Linked DNA regions of Ovis aries: region 2 is linked to region 1. A link is a contact called in public Hi-C data. All regions are on one chromosome and are shown on one strand. Each heading gives the region's core, a stretch centred on a gene start, on an enhancer-like site or on the middle of the called end of the contact. The rest is flanking DNA. Distances are from core to core; before and after follow the strand shown.

Evidence for each region. A called contact is a pair of places that touch in the nucleus more often than the background predicts.
Region 2: a contact with region 1 is called in a Hi-C map of hypothalamus, with 2.7 times the contacts expected there. The contact joins the promoter of TWSG1 here to the enhancer-like site in region 1. A contact is called at or near these places in 5 of 16 Hi-C or Micro-C datasets (blood, hypothalamus, liver and 2 more).

The regions. Positions count from the first base shown.
Region 1 is chr23:41,903,064-41,910,226 of ARS-UI_Ramb_v3.0, reverse strand. No RefSeq gene overlaps it. Among named protein-coding and RNA genes, the nearest start is that of NDUFV2, 23 kb to the left of the region's middle. Within about 2 kb of position 2,451, at least 9 of the 54 cell types and tissues checked have an H3K27ac peak or open chromatin away from gene starts, as enhancers often do. A contact at or near this core is called in hypothalamus, where this site is marked.
Region 2 is chr23:42,055,583-42,062,745 of ARS-UI_Ramb_v3.0, reverse strand. It overlaps TWSG1 (twisted gastrulation BMP signaling modulator 1), which reads right to left and starts at 2,993. Exons shown (of 5, transcript XM_015103656.3): 1 at 2,854-2,993; 2 at 1,230-1,386. The coding sequence starts at 1,352.

The DNA.
Region 1 (7,163 bases), core at 1,202-3,701:
GCTGCTAAGGAGAGAAAAGAGGAAATTGCCTCTATGTGTGTTTCTGAGATGACTTCAAGGGGTTTTTTTTTAGCAGGCAAAAAATTTCCAGTCTGCTTTCTTTTTTTTTCTTTTTTACATCTTGTCTGAAAGACAGTGTGGTTTTCCACCAGTTTGGTGCTGTCACTACAGTCATTTTACCTGACCTCTTTTTTTCAGCAGGCATAAGGCAAGGCTGAGCTCATACTTTCATGAAAGCCACTCTGCCGTCTAAGCAGAACAAGCGCTGTTAGAAGAGCACGCAAATTGTAATTAAACAAAAATCCAGCAGCCAGCAGTTTCTTTTGACCACAGCGGTTTTTTCCTCCTGCGCGTTCTGCTGAAACAGCAATGCTGCTGTGCATGGCCAGGCATGGGCTTTCTGCTCGGCTCTGCGGTTCCTCTGATGAGAACTGTGCGTGTGAGGACGTTTTATTTCGTGCGTGCTAAGGGTTGCATGCAGCTGGATTTCAAGTATCTAAAGACGTGGGCCCCTCCTTCCTTGTCTCTTCTCAATATAGGGTTCAACCCAGGGCTGTCATGGGTGATCAATTATCGTCTTCTAAGTGAACGTGTGATTGCATAAATAAGTGACTGCACAGGTCCCTGCTTTCTACATGAAACAGTGCAAAGTAGGTGGGATCCGGGTCAATTACAGAGCAGGATCTGTGTGGTACAGAAATGAAAAGATGAGCACAGGACTCCGACAAGAGGAGGCAGGAGCTGGTGTCCACCAGTTCCTTAGTGATGGTGGTTTAGATCTATGTAGACATAGGTCATAGGGTATACATGTGTGTATATGCACAGATAGTATGTGTTTTGTGTGTAATTATTATACACACAGCCATGTATTATTTCTACATTTCTAAGTGCTGTATATTGTGTATACATATAGAACATGTGGATAAGTGTATATGTATTATGGGTATATGTTTATATGTGTATAGAAGTATATGAATATATATATATATGCATATTTATGGCTTCCCTGGTAGCTCAGCTGGTAAAGAATCCACCTGCAATGCAGGAGATCTGGGTTTGATCCCTGGGTGGGGAAGATCCCCAAAGGAGGGCATGGCAATGCACTCCAGTATTCTTGCCTGGAGAATCCCCATGGACAGAGGAGCCTGGCAAGTTAGTCTATGGGTTACAAAGTTACAATGAGTAGGACACAACTGAGCGGCTAAGCACATGTGCACCCACACACACACATACACACACATATTACAGATAATTGGCACAAGAGTTCCTCTTTTTTAATTTTTTGGCTACACCAGGCAGGATCTTAGTCCCCCAACCAGGGACAGACCCTGGGCTGCCTGCACTGGAAGCATGGAGACCCAGCCACTGGACTGGACAGCCAGGGAAGTCCTCCAAGTCCCTCTTGACGACCATCTTTGTTTAGCAAAATATCTTGATTATATACTTGTGGGCTGGAAGGAAGTGAAGTCATAGCTAAACCAATGTGGATCTAAACATCCAGAGGAATTTGGGAATCAAGAGAGCAGACAGGAAGCAGATTAAAGAGAGGTGGATTTCACCAGGGCTTTCTTGGGACGGTTGTCTTGGGGGAACGCAAAGGAAAGTGGCTAATTTCATGTCTGGGTTGGTCCAAACGGAGAAAAGATGCAGACAGTGGAACTGGCCCCCAAAAGAGATGTGAGCACAGCCAGAGCAGGCTTTTGTAACTGAGGGTGAACGTGAACACAAGTCTATAAAATCTCAAGAATTAATAAGTGAATCAGGGGCAATCATGAGAACTCTCACTGACTTGGGAAGAAGGTCAAGCAAATTTTCATTAAATCTTAGAAGTTGCCAGCAGTCAACTTAAGTCTCTGGGTTCTTGAGACTTGAGAAACCCTCGCTTCATTCCAACAAGTCATCTTCCTGAGGCCGAGAGTGACAAAAGAAGACAAAAGCATGAAGACAGACAAACACACTAGGCCCACACCCGCTCCAGGGGTTGTTAACAATAGATTTTGAATTGGTAAGACTTAATGGCTCCATCCCTGAGCTGGTGCCAAACCTGAGCAGGTACAGACCTCCACACGGAATGTCCCTGATGCACACCTGTACCCACAGACCCCAGCTGCGCAGCAAGGTGGGGATGGGGCTTAAGGGGCAACCTGGGGAAGTAGGCAGCTTAGTTAGAATGGTCACGGCCCGGTGGTGGAGTCTTGTTACCTTCCCCCAGGACTCTATGCGTGCATATAGTAAACCTGCGAGGTAATTCTATCTATACTTGCAGACAGAGATGGGCACTGCTCCTCTGTGACAAACCAGAGTGCCGAGGCTTCAGCTTGCTCAGCGCCAGCAGAACAGGATTCTGGGGAAGGAATTACGGTTTCCCGTGTTGTGCTTGGTTCACTGGATACCATTGTCCTTCTCCACAAAGGGTGTTTTGTGAAATGATCACAACAGCACTTTTAGGAAGAGTTCAATGTCTATCTTGGTGAGAATGTGGGTGAATCTCCACAACGGACGGCAGAGCACCCCCGGCACAGGGAGAGGGGAGGAGTTTACACTCGCTGTGTTCCTGGCAGAGCCCGAGACCAGGCTCTTCCCCGACATCACCTGTGGTTTCTGAGAGACAGCGGCAGTGACCAGCTTCCTACGTGACAAGATGGGCACCCAGGGCAGGGGTTTATCCAAAGGCATCCTCTGGTCCACTTAAGATTTCAGCTCCTCATTCTTTCCGAAGTTAACCTCAAAAGAGAACATAAACAAGCACCGAACTCTGCTCAGTGATACAGATGTTGGAGTATTTAGTTGTGGAATGTTCTTATGCCCAAAGCTTGCTTTTCTTTTTTTGTTTTCATTAAAAAAAATGGATGTGTAGTTGTTGTACAATATTATATGTTACAGGTGTATGATAGAGTGATTCACAATTTTAAAAGTTATACTCCATCCATAGTTATTACAAAATATTGGCTATATTAACTGTGTTGTACAGTATATTCTTGTAACTTTATTTTATACATAATCGTTTGTACCTCTTAATTTTCTACCCCTATACTGCCTCTTCCCCTTTCATCTTCTCACTGGTAACCACTCGTTTGTTCTCTAAATCTGTGAATCTATCTTCTTTTTTGTTATATTCACTAGTTTTTTGTGTTTTTTAGATTCCATGTGTAAGTGATATCATACAGTATTTATCTTTTTCTGACTTATTTCACTTAATGTAATACCACTCATGTCCAGATGACTCTTAAACACTCCAGTGGACTGTCTTCCTGAGTCCCATCTCTGTAAGTGCCAGTATGAACTCCGGGCACACCACCTCACATGCTGAGAGAAACCGCTGCCCAGGTTTCTCTCTCCTACACCTCCTGCTGCCTCGTGTGCGTGACCATCCACTGTCCTGGACCAGCAGGCGCCTCTCAGGGAGTCTCCCACGGAGACTCACTTCACTCTAATCGAATCAAAGCTTTAAATGCCAACTCATCTTTAAAAAACATGCATCTGATTATATCTCTTCTCTGCTTAAAACTCATCAATGGCTTATCTCAGTGAAAGTGAAGTTGTTCAGTCGTGTCTGACTCTTTGCGACCCCATGGACTGTAGCCCGCCAGGCTCCTCCATCCATGGGATTTTCCAGCCAAGACTACTGGATCAGGTTGCCATTTCCTTCTCCAGGGGATCTTCCTGACCCAAGGATTGAACCCAAGTCTCCTGCATTGTAGGCAGACTCTTTACCATCTGAACCACCAAGGAATCCCATCTCTGTGGTTGGGATAAAATACAACATTCTTAGTGTGGGGCACATGGACCTCCCTTTGTGGCCTCTGCCCGTCTGTGGGGTTGCACAGAGTTGGACATGACTGAAGCAACTTAGCAGCAGCAGCAGCAGCAGCAGCTGGGGCCCCATAAGCCTCTGTTCTGCCAACAAGAGAAGCATCTTCCTACCCCAGGGCCTGTGTATCTTGGAACGTTCCCAACCATCCTTCCTGCTAGACCCCTACTCATTGTTTAGGTCTGAGCTTAAATAAGGCATTTTGAGAGGAACTTCCTGACATACCCCTCCGCCATCTAAGCTATGTCTCACTGTTACTTTCTCCCTTTACTTTCTCCGACAGTAGAATTAGTGATATAGTTTGTCTGTTTCTTCTGCTAGAGTTCAGACTCCCTGTGGGCAGGGAGCCCGTGTGCTGTGCTCAACCCTGTGTCTGGGGACACAGCCCTGACACAAGTCCCCAGCACCCAGAAGGGGTCAATTGACACACTTATCTGTTGAGTGAATGTTCAACTATGCCTCAGGGAGAGGCAGTTTGAAAGGTGATGGACAGAGTCCAAATCAACATGGCACCGTGAAGACCTGTGTAGCTACCCCACCTCGAGTGTGAGCATGACAGGCATTTGCAGAATCATTCCTGTCCCTCCCCTCACCCCTCAAGCCTGCACACTCCCCACTTGTAGGAAAAGGGAAAGGGAGAAAGAGCATCCAATACTATAAACACCTGCTAACAAGACTTCCTCTTCCTCATGGACTCACAGGGCGCTTTGGGCAGTCTGCAAGCCCACAGGAATGAAAAGAAAAGGGCCTGAACTCAGAATCACACGGTCAGTGCCCCCGGCTCTGTAGCCCACTAGATTAGGACCTGATATGGATGGTTTTGTATCTTAGAACCTTCATGGGCTCTGCCTATGCTGCACACCTATTAGGAGACAAAATGAGCTGAAGTAAGTGAAAGTGCTTCTTATGCCATAAACCTATGATCACCACATAGAAGTGGGATACCTGCAGATTGAATAATAGTAAGATTTTAGATATACTGATTCTGCTGTTTAACAACGAACAATGTTAATACCAGTTTTCTTAATATTATATTACGGTGAAACTAATGAAAAACTTGATATTCTTTCCACTTTATGGAAGATTTTAAATATAGATAGGAACATGATAGAAATGACTCAGATTTAGAAATATTACTTCCTATGTCAGCAATTTATGATCACCATTACCCTACACAGCACTTTAACTGTGTAAGCATTCAACTGACTTGTAACGAATAACTTTCCAGGTTATGTCACACTAAAAATCTATATTTTTTTCTCATACTATTTTTATGACAAACCAGCTTTATTTTCCTGTTTGTTAAAGTAATATGCATTCATAAAAATTCAAATGATATACAAATATAGTAAGAAGCAAGAGAAAATTATTCAATATCTTTTCTTTACCTACATCAAAAATATTGTAAAAATAGGCAAGATTTGCAAATAATTATAAATATGTCTCATAACAGGCATCACTTGATGAGAATTTTTCTCTCATACATGGGATTATTTCAAAAGACTTTCCACATTGCAAAAGCATACATTTTTGTTTAAGAGGCATTTAACTTATCAGCTATTAGTTCTTTTTGCTGATGTGTATTTGAGATCATTCTTTTTGGCTGAAAAATTAGAACTAAAATGTCCATTAGATATTTTAGTAACTTTATAATATATAGCACAACTAAGATATAGATATTGTTAGCAAAGGGAAATGGCACAAGGATCCACAGTATTCCTTTTTTTTTTCTTTTTAAATTTATTTATTTTAATTGGAGGCTAATTACTTTACAGTATTGTATTGGTTTTGCCACACATCAACATGAATCCACCATGGGTGTACATGTGTTCCCTATTCTGAACTCCCCTCCCACCTCCCTCCCCATACCATCCCTTTGGGTCATCCCAGTGCACCAACCCCAAGCATCCTATATCATGCATCGAACCTGGGCTGGCGATTCATTTCATATATGATATTATACATTTCAATGCCATTCTCTCAAATCATCCCACCCTCACCCTCTCCCACAGAGTCCAAAAGACCGTTCTATACATCTGTGTCTCTTTTGCTGTCTCGTATACAGAGTTATCATTACCATCTTTCTAAATTCCATATATATGCGTTAGTATGCTGTATTGATATTTTTCTTTCTGGCTTACTTCACTCTGTATAATAGGCTCCAGTTTCATCCACCTCATTAGAACTGATTCAAATGTGTTCTTTTTTAATGGCTGAGTAATACTCCATTGTGTATATGTACCACAGCTTTCTTATCCATTCGTCTGCTGATGGACATCTAGGTTGCTTCCATGTCCTGGCTATTATAAACAGTGCTGCGATGAACATTGGGGTACACGTGTCTCTTTCAATTCTGGTTTCCTCGGTGTATATGCCCAGCAGTGGGACTGCTGGGTCATAAGGCAGTTCTATTTTCAGTTTTTTTAAGGAATCTTCACACTGTTCTCCATAGTGGCTGTACTAGTTTGCATTCCCACCAACAGTGTAAGAGGGTTCTCTTTTCTCCACATCGTCTCCAGCATTTACTGCTTGTAGACTTTTGGATAGCAGCCATTCTGACGGGCGTGAAATGGTACCTCATTGTGGTTTTGATTTGCATTTCTCTGATAATGAGTGATGTTGAGCATCTGTATATCTTCTTTGGAGAAATGTCTGTTTAGTTCTTTGGCCCATTTTTTGATTGGGTCGTTTATTTTTCTGGAATTGAGCTACAGGAGTTGCTTGTATATTTTTGAGATTAGTTGTCAGTTGCTTCATTTGCTATTATTTTCTCCCATTCTGAAGGCTGTCTTTTCACCTTGCTTATGGTTTCTTTTGTTGTGCAGAAGGTTTTAATATTAATTAGGTCCCATTGTTTATTTTTGCTTTTATTTCTAATATTCTGGGAGGTGGGTCATAGAGGATCCTGCTGTGATTTATGTTGGAGAGTGTTTTGCCTATGTTCTCCTCTAGGAGTTTTATAGTTTCTGGTCTTAGGTTTAGATCTTTCATCCATTTTGAGTTTATTTTTGTGCATGGTGTTAGGAAGTGTTCTAGTTTCATTATTTTACAAGTGGTTGACCAGTTTTCCCAGCACCACTTGTTAAAGAGATTGTCTTTTCTCCATTGTATATTCTTGCCTCCTTTGTCAAATATAAGGTGTCCATAGGAGCATGGGTTTATCTCTGGGCTTTCTATTTTGTTCCATTGATCTATATTTCTGTCTTTGTGCCCACAGTATTTCTTAAATGTTACATTGAAGGGGCAGAATTAAAGCTTCACAGCACATGCTAACTTTGCAAATTGTTAATAAATACAGACATTATGCTGCATCTGTATTGCCACAAGGGAACAACTAAGATATTACTAATTT
Region 2 (7,163 bases), core at 1,744-4,243, 150 kb before region 1:
TGCTAGGGAACAGAGATGAGCCAAGGGAAGCCCTGGGTTAATGACTGCTGTAACAGTTACTGTTATTCTTCTCTCTTCTATTTAAAAACATCCAGAGTTTAAAAAAAGAAAAAATTAACAACCAACCAACCAGCCTCTCTAGTTAAAAGTTTTGGTTTAAAATGCAAAGGGAGGGTATGTGGAGTAAGAGATGGTGGTAACCACACCCGCAGAAAGGCCAGGCTTCCCATAATGTTAACTATTAATGAGCACCAAAACGTCACAAATCAGCACAAAATACCTCTCATCTACAAAACTCATGATCACTTCTAGTACATATGCACAAGTGCTCTCATATCAGGAGTACAGGCAAGAGTTGGCTGAGTCATACTTCATACAGAATTCAAATATACATAGTTTCAGCAGTGCACTGAATTCCTTAGCCAACAGCTAGAACAGAGGCTAATTAATACAGACACAAGACTGCTGATGGTCTAACAGGATGGGAAAAGGGAGAACAGCTATATAAGACGTGAAGTTTACCACTAATTAACAAAACTTTATGGACAGTAATAATCAGTATGCATATGGAAAGGCCATAGCCTTCGTGTTCAGACACAGGCCACGTTCCGCAGCCACTTATTAGCTCTGTGAACTAAGCCAATCGCTCAACCCCACTTTTCTCTTCAGAAAGGCTTGCCTTGATGGCCTAGAGAGATCACTGTCAAGTATCTTGAAAGCAGATTCTCCCAACACTTGCGACCTTGAGAAACCCTGGCCCCAAACCACCCAGCTCAGCTGCTCCTAGGTTCCCAACCCTTAGGAACTGTGTAAATAATAAATGTTTACTGCATTAAGCTACTCTGTTTGGGGTAACTTGTTACACAGAACAGACAATTAGTACATTATATTTAGAGAACAGTCTGTCTATGATTTGACTAGCTAAAATTTTTTTTTCTAAATATAGTAAGTGAGCCTCTTTGCTATGTAAACTCAATTGTACAACAGAACCCTTTAATTCACCTGAATAGATAGCTCATCACCTTGTAACGGCCTGTTTACAAAGCTGGGTATTATTTCCTGTACTGAACTCCTTGAGTCTGAGTTTGTTTGTGAAGTATGGGGGCAAAACCCCAGACTAGTGTTACGGTTCTTACACTGTATTACATAGACACTCTCTGTGTATTTGCATTCTGTATTTGCTATATAATAAATTTTAATATTAGTAAAAAGAGTATTCTTAGTCCTACCTGAATGAGGCATTTGCTCACATCACTGGCACAGAGTGCTTTGTTACAACTCAGTGACATAGGGACCCATGTCAGGAACACCAGAATGGGGAGAGTAAGCATAACAACAGAGAGTGACTTCATGATTCTTCAAAGACAATCAGTAACTCCCAGGAAGCTAAACAAACAAAAAAACAAAAAATTTTAATTCAAAGGCAAGTACTAAGGTAAAAGCAAATACAAAAATAAAAAACAAATAAGTAAACCAAGACTCCTTGTTTGTGTTAGGACTTCTGAGTGATCATTTATAAAGATTATTCTCAACAAAAGATTACTTACACACTCAAAAAAAGTTACAATTTTATATAGTAACATCTTGTTAGCCATCTTCAAATGTATAGAATTTTGAAATTCCTCAGACTATCCAGAAATGGTGACTGTGAAAGTTAAAGCAAATAAGTAGTTTCAATATTACACCGTTACTATTCAGCTTTAGTTTCAGGCCTACTATTCAACTTTAAGCCAGTCAAAAAACCCAAAAAACTATTAATATTGCATTATAAATTTTTAAAAACATTTAATGATATTTTAATTCCCACAATTAAAATAAAATTTAAAAATGCAAACTATTCTAGTGATTACTTATTACTACCTCATTTTGTCTCTTAACATAATTAGCTAGAATGAAGCAGCTCAACGGAAGGAGTGGGCAGTTGCTCCTGACATACTTTAGCGATTAACAAAGGGAAGAGTAAATTATTGACTGCATGAAGAATTCTGATTTATCAAAATGTGACGATATTCTTTTTACTTCTTTACCTTAACTACCACAGATTCTTCAAAATTACTGAAAAAGATGTTACAGTCCAAAACGAGAAAAAGACCAGCACAAATTCTGACGGTGGTAAAATCAACCAACACGGTCATTAAATCTTCAAAAAGGAGAAAATAAAACTTTCTAGGGTTTAAAACACACACTCAAAATGGAATCAATGAAATAAATAGGTGAGGTGAGACGGATAAAAGGTATATTTATGGGCCTTTCAGATCGCTGTAAACCTTTATCCTAAGTGTGAGGAAGAACAATAAAGCAAAGCCACAGAAGGTGGAGAGAGAACCGGGGCTCTGTGCCCGGGCGGCTCGGTTTTGGACGAGAAAGCCCGGAGACGGAGCCAAAGCGGGGCCCCTCCAGGACCGTCGGACCCACCGCCCGCTGCACTGAACCCGGAGCGGCCGACCCCGTACTCGTGGCGGCCCAAGAAGGCGTCGGAAAATGGAAGCTTCCTGAACTAGTGATCAGCCCCAACCACTGAACAGGGGGTATTTCCCCAGCTCACGGCTGTCCCCGCGCCCCTCCCCGAGCTGCCCCTAGCGGGCGTCCAGGTGAACGAGGCGCCGAGGGGCAAGCAGCCGGCTCCTCAGCTGGGAGCGGCTGCCTCCGGGACCCCGGGAACAAAGCGCCGCGGCCCGGCTGGCGGCGCTGACAGCGGCCCCGGAGGCCCGCGAGGAGCGACGCCTCGCGTCTGGCCCGTCTTGTCCCCCGCAGGCCGCCCAGGCCGCGCGGGCCCCGTCTCCTCCCGCCGCGCCGGCCCAGCCGCGGCCTCCAGACCCCGAGCAGCGCCCCCGCCCGCCCCCCGCCGCTCACCGTGCGCAGCGAGCTCGCCGGGCCCCAAGTTCCCCACGGGTCGGCCGAGCGGGCGCGCTGCGGGCTGTGGAGGGAGGCAGGCAGGCCGCGCCTCCACGCCGTCCTCCGCGCGGCGCCCGCAAACCTCCGCACCGAAAGAGGCAGAGACCGGCCAGTCTCCGCCTCACCCCCGCACCCCGCTTCCCTCCGCCCCCTCGGCTCCCGCCTGGGCAGCCGCCAGCTCCCGCCAGGAGGCGTCTCTCACTCCCCGCCGCGCTCCTGTCAGTGCGCGGCCCGGCTCCGCCCCCCGACTAGGCCCCGCCCCCGCCCGCGGGCCCAGCGCTCCTGGGGTCCCGCCCCGCTAGCGCTCCGCCCACCAGAGGCCACACCCCCGACCGGGTACACCCGCCGGGCCCACGCGCTCTGTCCTTTCTCCCTCTTCCCTGTCAACATCTCCGGCCCCTGCTCGGCAGCTTCTTGTTCCCATGGACCCTGCTATCCGGCTCTTCTTGCTCCAGGCTCGACTTGCCCTGGTCCCGGAGCTGGGACGTGATGTCCACGAGCTCCTCGAGTCCTCACGGCCATCCTGGGAGGGAGCTGGTCTCCGCCTGGTTATGGGGATGCCCAACTGATCGAGGCAACTCGCCGGTACCCAGTGCAGCTGACACCTGAGCCCAAGGTTGACGTCAGAGGGAGGACTTATTAAAAAAGCAGGTTTCTGGGGTCTGCCCTCACCTACTGAATAAGTGTCTCCAACAGCAGAGCCTTCAGTGCACTGGATGCTGCGCCCTTGGAGGGCCCCTGGCCCTGTGCTCAGCTCTGGAAGAGCGCAGGGGGCCCCGTGGTGCTGGTCCAGAGGGTGGTTGGCCAGGGAAGAGTGAAACCGTTTGGTGTCGTTCCAGGGCTCCAAAGGGCTCCGGTACACAATCCTTTACCTCTCTTCACAGAAGGCATTCAGCAGAGAGGCAAAGTGATGAATAAGAAGTGTTTTATTAGACTAGGACGCTTGTAAGGCTTACAAAAGAGTGGGCAAAGGGGTGTCACACCCCTAGGCCATAGTTTTATAATCAAAGGAAAAATGGGGAGAGGGAGAACTTCTTCATCTTTCTTGAGTAGACATCATGCTTCCATCATCAGTTCCTCCCTCAGTTTCGGCAGGGGAGTTTTGTCAAGCTAGGTCCACAAATTACTTTTTTATGTGTGCAGAGAGCATGTCCGAGGGGTCATTAACTTACTGAGCTCATTGGGCAGGATGTGGGGCTCATTCCACCAGTGTTTTATTGCTTGGGGGTCACATCCCACGCTTTTGTTGCATGGTTTTGTGTTTAAGCAAACCTGCTTTCTTGAGTAACCATTAAATTACAGGGGTCTCCCATATTTTTCTATTTACAATCCCCTAGTGGGATAGACTGGAGATAGCAATGGCAACCCATTTCAATGCTCTTGCCTGGAAAATCCCATGGACGGAGGAGCCTGGTAGGCTGCAGTCCATGGGGTCGCTAGGAGTCGGATACAACTGAGCTACTTCACTTTCACTTTCATGCATTGGAGAAGGAAATGGCAACCCACTCCAGTGTTCTTGCCTGGAGAATCCCAGGGACGGCGGAACCTGGTGGGCTGCTGTCTATGGGGTTGCACAGAGTCGGACACGACTGAAGCAACTTAGCAGCAGCAGCAGTGGGATAGACTACACCAAAGCTTTTGACTGTGTGGATCACAAGAAACTGTGGAAAATTCTTCAACAGATGGGAAAACCAGACCACCTTACTTGCCTCCTGAGAAATCTGTATGTGGGTCAAGAAGCAACAGTTAGTACTGGACATAGAACAACATACTGGTTCCAAATTGGGAAAGGAGTACATCAAAGTTGTATATTGTTACCCTGCTTATTTAACTTATATGCAGAGTACATCATGAGAAAAGCAGGACTGGATGAAGCACAAGCTTTAATCAAGATTGCTGGGAGAAATATTAATAACCTCAGATATGCAGATAACACCACCCTTATGGCAGAAAGCGATGAACTAAAGAGCCTCTTAATGAAAGTTTAAGAGAAGAGTGAAAAAGTTGGCTTAAAACACAACATTCAGAAAACCAAGATAATGATGTCTGGTCCCATCACTTCATGGCTAATAGATGGGGAAACAATGGGAACAGTGACAGACTTTATTTTCTTGGGCTCCAAAATCACTGCAGATGGTGACTGTAGCCATGAAATTAAAAGACACTTGCTCCTGAGAAGAAAAGTTATGACCCACTTAGCATATTAAAAAGCAGAGACATTACTTTGCCAACAAAGGTCCATCTAGTCAAAGCTATGGTTTTTGCAGTAGTCATGTATGGATGTGAGAGTTGGTCTATAAAGAAAGCTAAGTGCTGAAGAATTGATACTTTTGAACTGTGGTGTTGGAAAAGACTCTTGAGAGTCCCTTGGACTGCAAGGAGATCCAACCAGTCCATCCTAAAGGAAATCAACCCTGAATATTCATTGGAAGGACTGATGCTGAAGCAGAAACTCCAATACTCTGGCCACCTGACTTGAAGAATTGACCGAGTGGAAAAGACCCTGATGCTGGGAAAGATTGAAGGTGGGAGGAGAAGGGGATGACAGAAAATGAGATGGTTGGATGGCATCACTGACTCAATGAACATGAGTTTGAGTAAGCTCTGGGAGTTGGTGATGGATAGGGAAGCCTGGAGTGCTGCAGTCCATGGGGTTGCAAACAGTCAGAGACAACTGAACAACTGAACTGAGTGGGATTAACTGGGCTTCCCTGGTGCTCAGATGGTAAAGAATGTGCCTGCAATGTAGGAGATCTGGGTTCAATCCATGGGTTGGGAAGATCCCCTGGAGGAGGGCATGGCAACCCACACCAGTATTCTTGCCTGGAGAATCCCCATGGACAGAGGAGCCTGGCAGGGTACAGTCCATGGGGTCACAAAAAGTCAGACACAACTGAGCAACTAAACACAGTAGGATTAACTATTTAATCACCTACTCTGTCCCTATCGGACTGGCTAATGGGGTGGATTACATTATTGATATTAGTCCATTTTAATACAGTAAGTAAATAAGTATATATTTCAAAAACCACTTCTGAAAACTTTCTGAAAGCAATAATTAAGTGTACACAAATTTAAGGATCTTATTCTTGGCATTACTTACTGGTTAAATGATTATGATACTCCAGTGCAAAGGGCTAAACCAGCTATGAAAAAATAGTATTATAGATCAGAGGTTTACAAACTTTGTATTCTCAGGACTCTTTTATACTCTTGAAAATTATTGAGTGCTCCAAAGTTATTTTGCTTATGTGTGCTACATCTTTCAAAACTTTGAAAATTAAAACCAAGAAATTTCAGAAATATTCATTATTCCACATATTATGTACTCTCTAAAAAAAATATAATGTGAGAGGAGAATGTAAAGGCAAATAAGGTATTAGAATTAAACTAAGGATGGTTTTGACCCCAGGAACTACCTGTCTTGGGGACTCCAAGTCTTGGAATTCCCAGGATCCCCAGCTCACACTTGGAGAACTAGCACTGCAGATGAATACCATTGCCCCAGAAAGATATTAATGACATGTCAACATTTTACAGCAGTGCATGTATTTAAAATGACTAATATTTAAAACTGCATACAATTATTTTAAAAGCCCTGGAAAGAGAACTGTGGTGTAAGGAGTGGTGGTCTCTTGGTGAGATTATGAACAATTTGTGTTGTTTTTTTTCTTTGTGCTTGTCTGCATTTTCTCATATCTTTGATTGCATTACTTGGGTAGTAAGAAAAAGATAGTTATTTTTAATTTGAAGATCCTCTTTGATATGCTCTAGAAGATCAAATGTCGGTTGAGCTTCCAGGTGGCAATCAAGTGGTTCTGGACCTGTTTTGGAATTGAGAGCTGCAAGGGTTATTATACTGGCTATTTTATTTCACCAATGACCAATGCAATAGCCTCTTAGTAGGGTTTGATAGGCTTCCCAGGTGGTGCTAGTGGTAAAGAACCCAACTACCAATGTAGGAGACATTAACAGACTCAGGTTTGATCCCTGTGTTGGGAAGATGCCCTGGAGAAGGGTATGGCAACCCATTCCAGTATTCTTGCTTGGAGAATCCCATGGACAGAGGAGCCTGACAGGCTACAGTCCTTGTGGTTGCAAAGAGCTGGACATAACTGAAGCGACTTGGTACAGCACAGGGTTGATGACAGGGTCAAATGTCACCACTTCACCTAAAGTGATTCATTCAACCATCTGATGTAGATGCATCAGTTGACTGTCAAACCACCACAGTGAAGAGGTTTCCTATTGCTGATAACAAACACTGC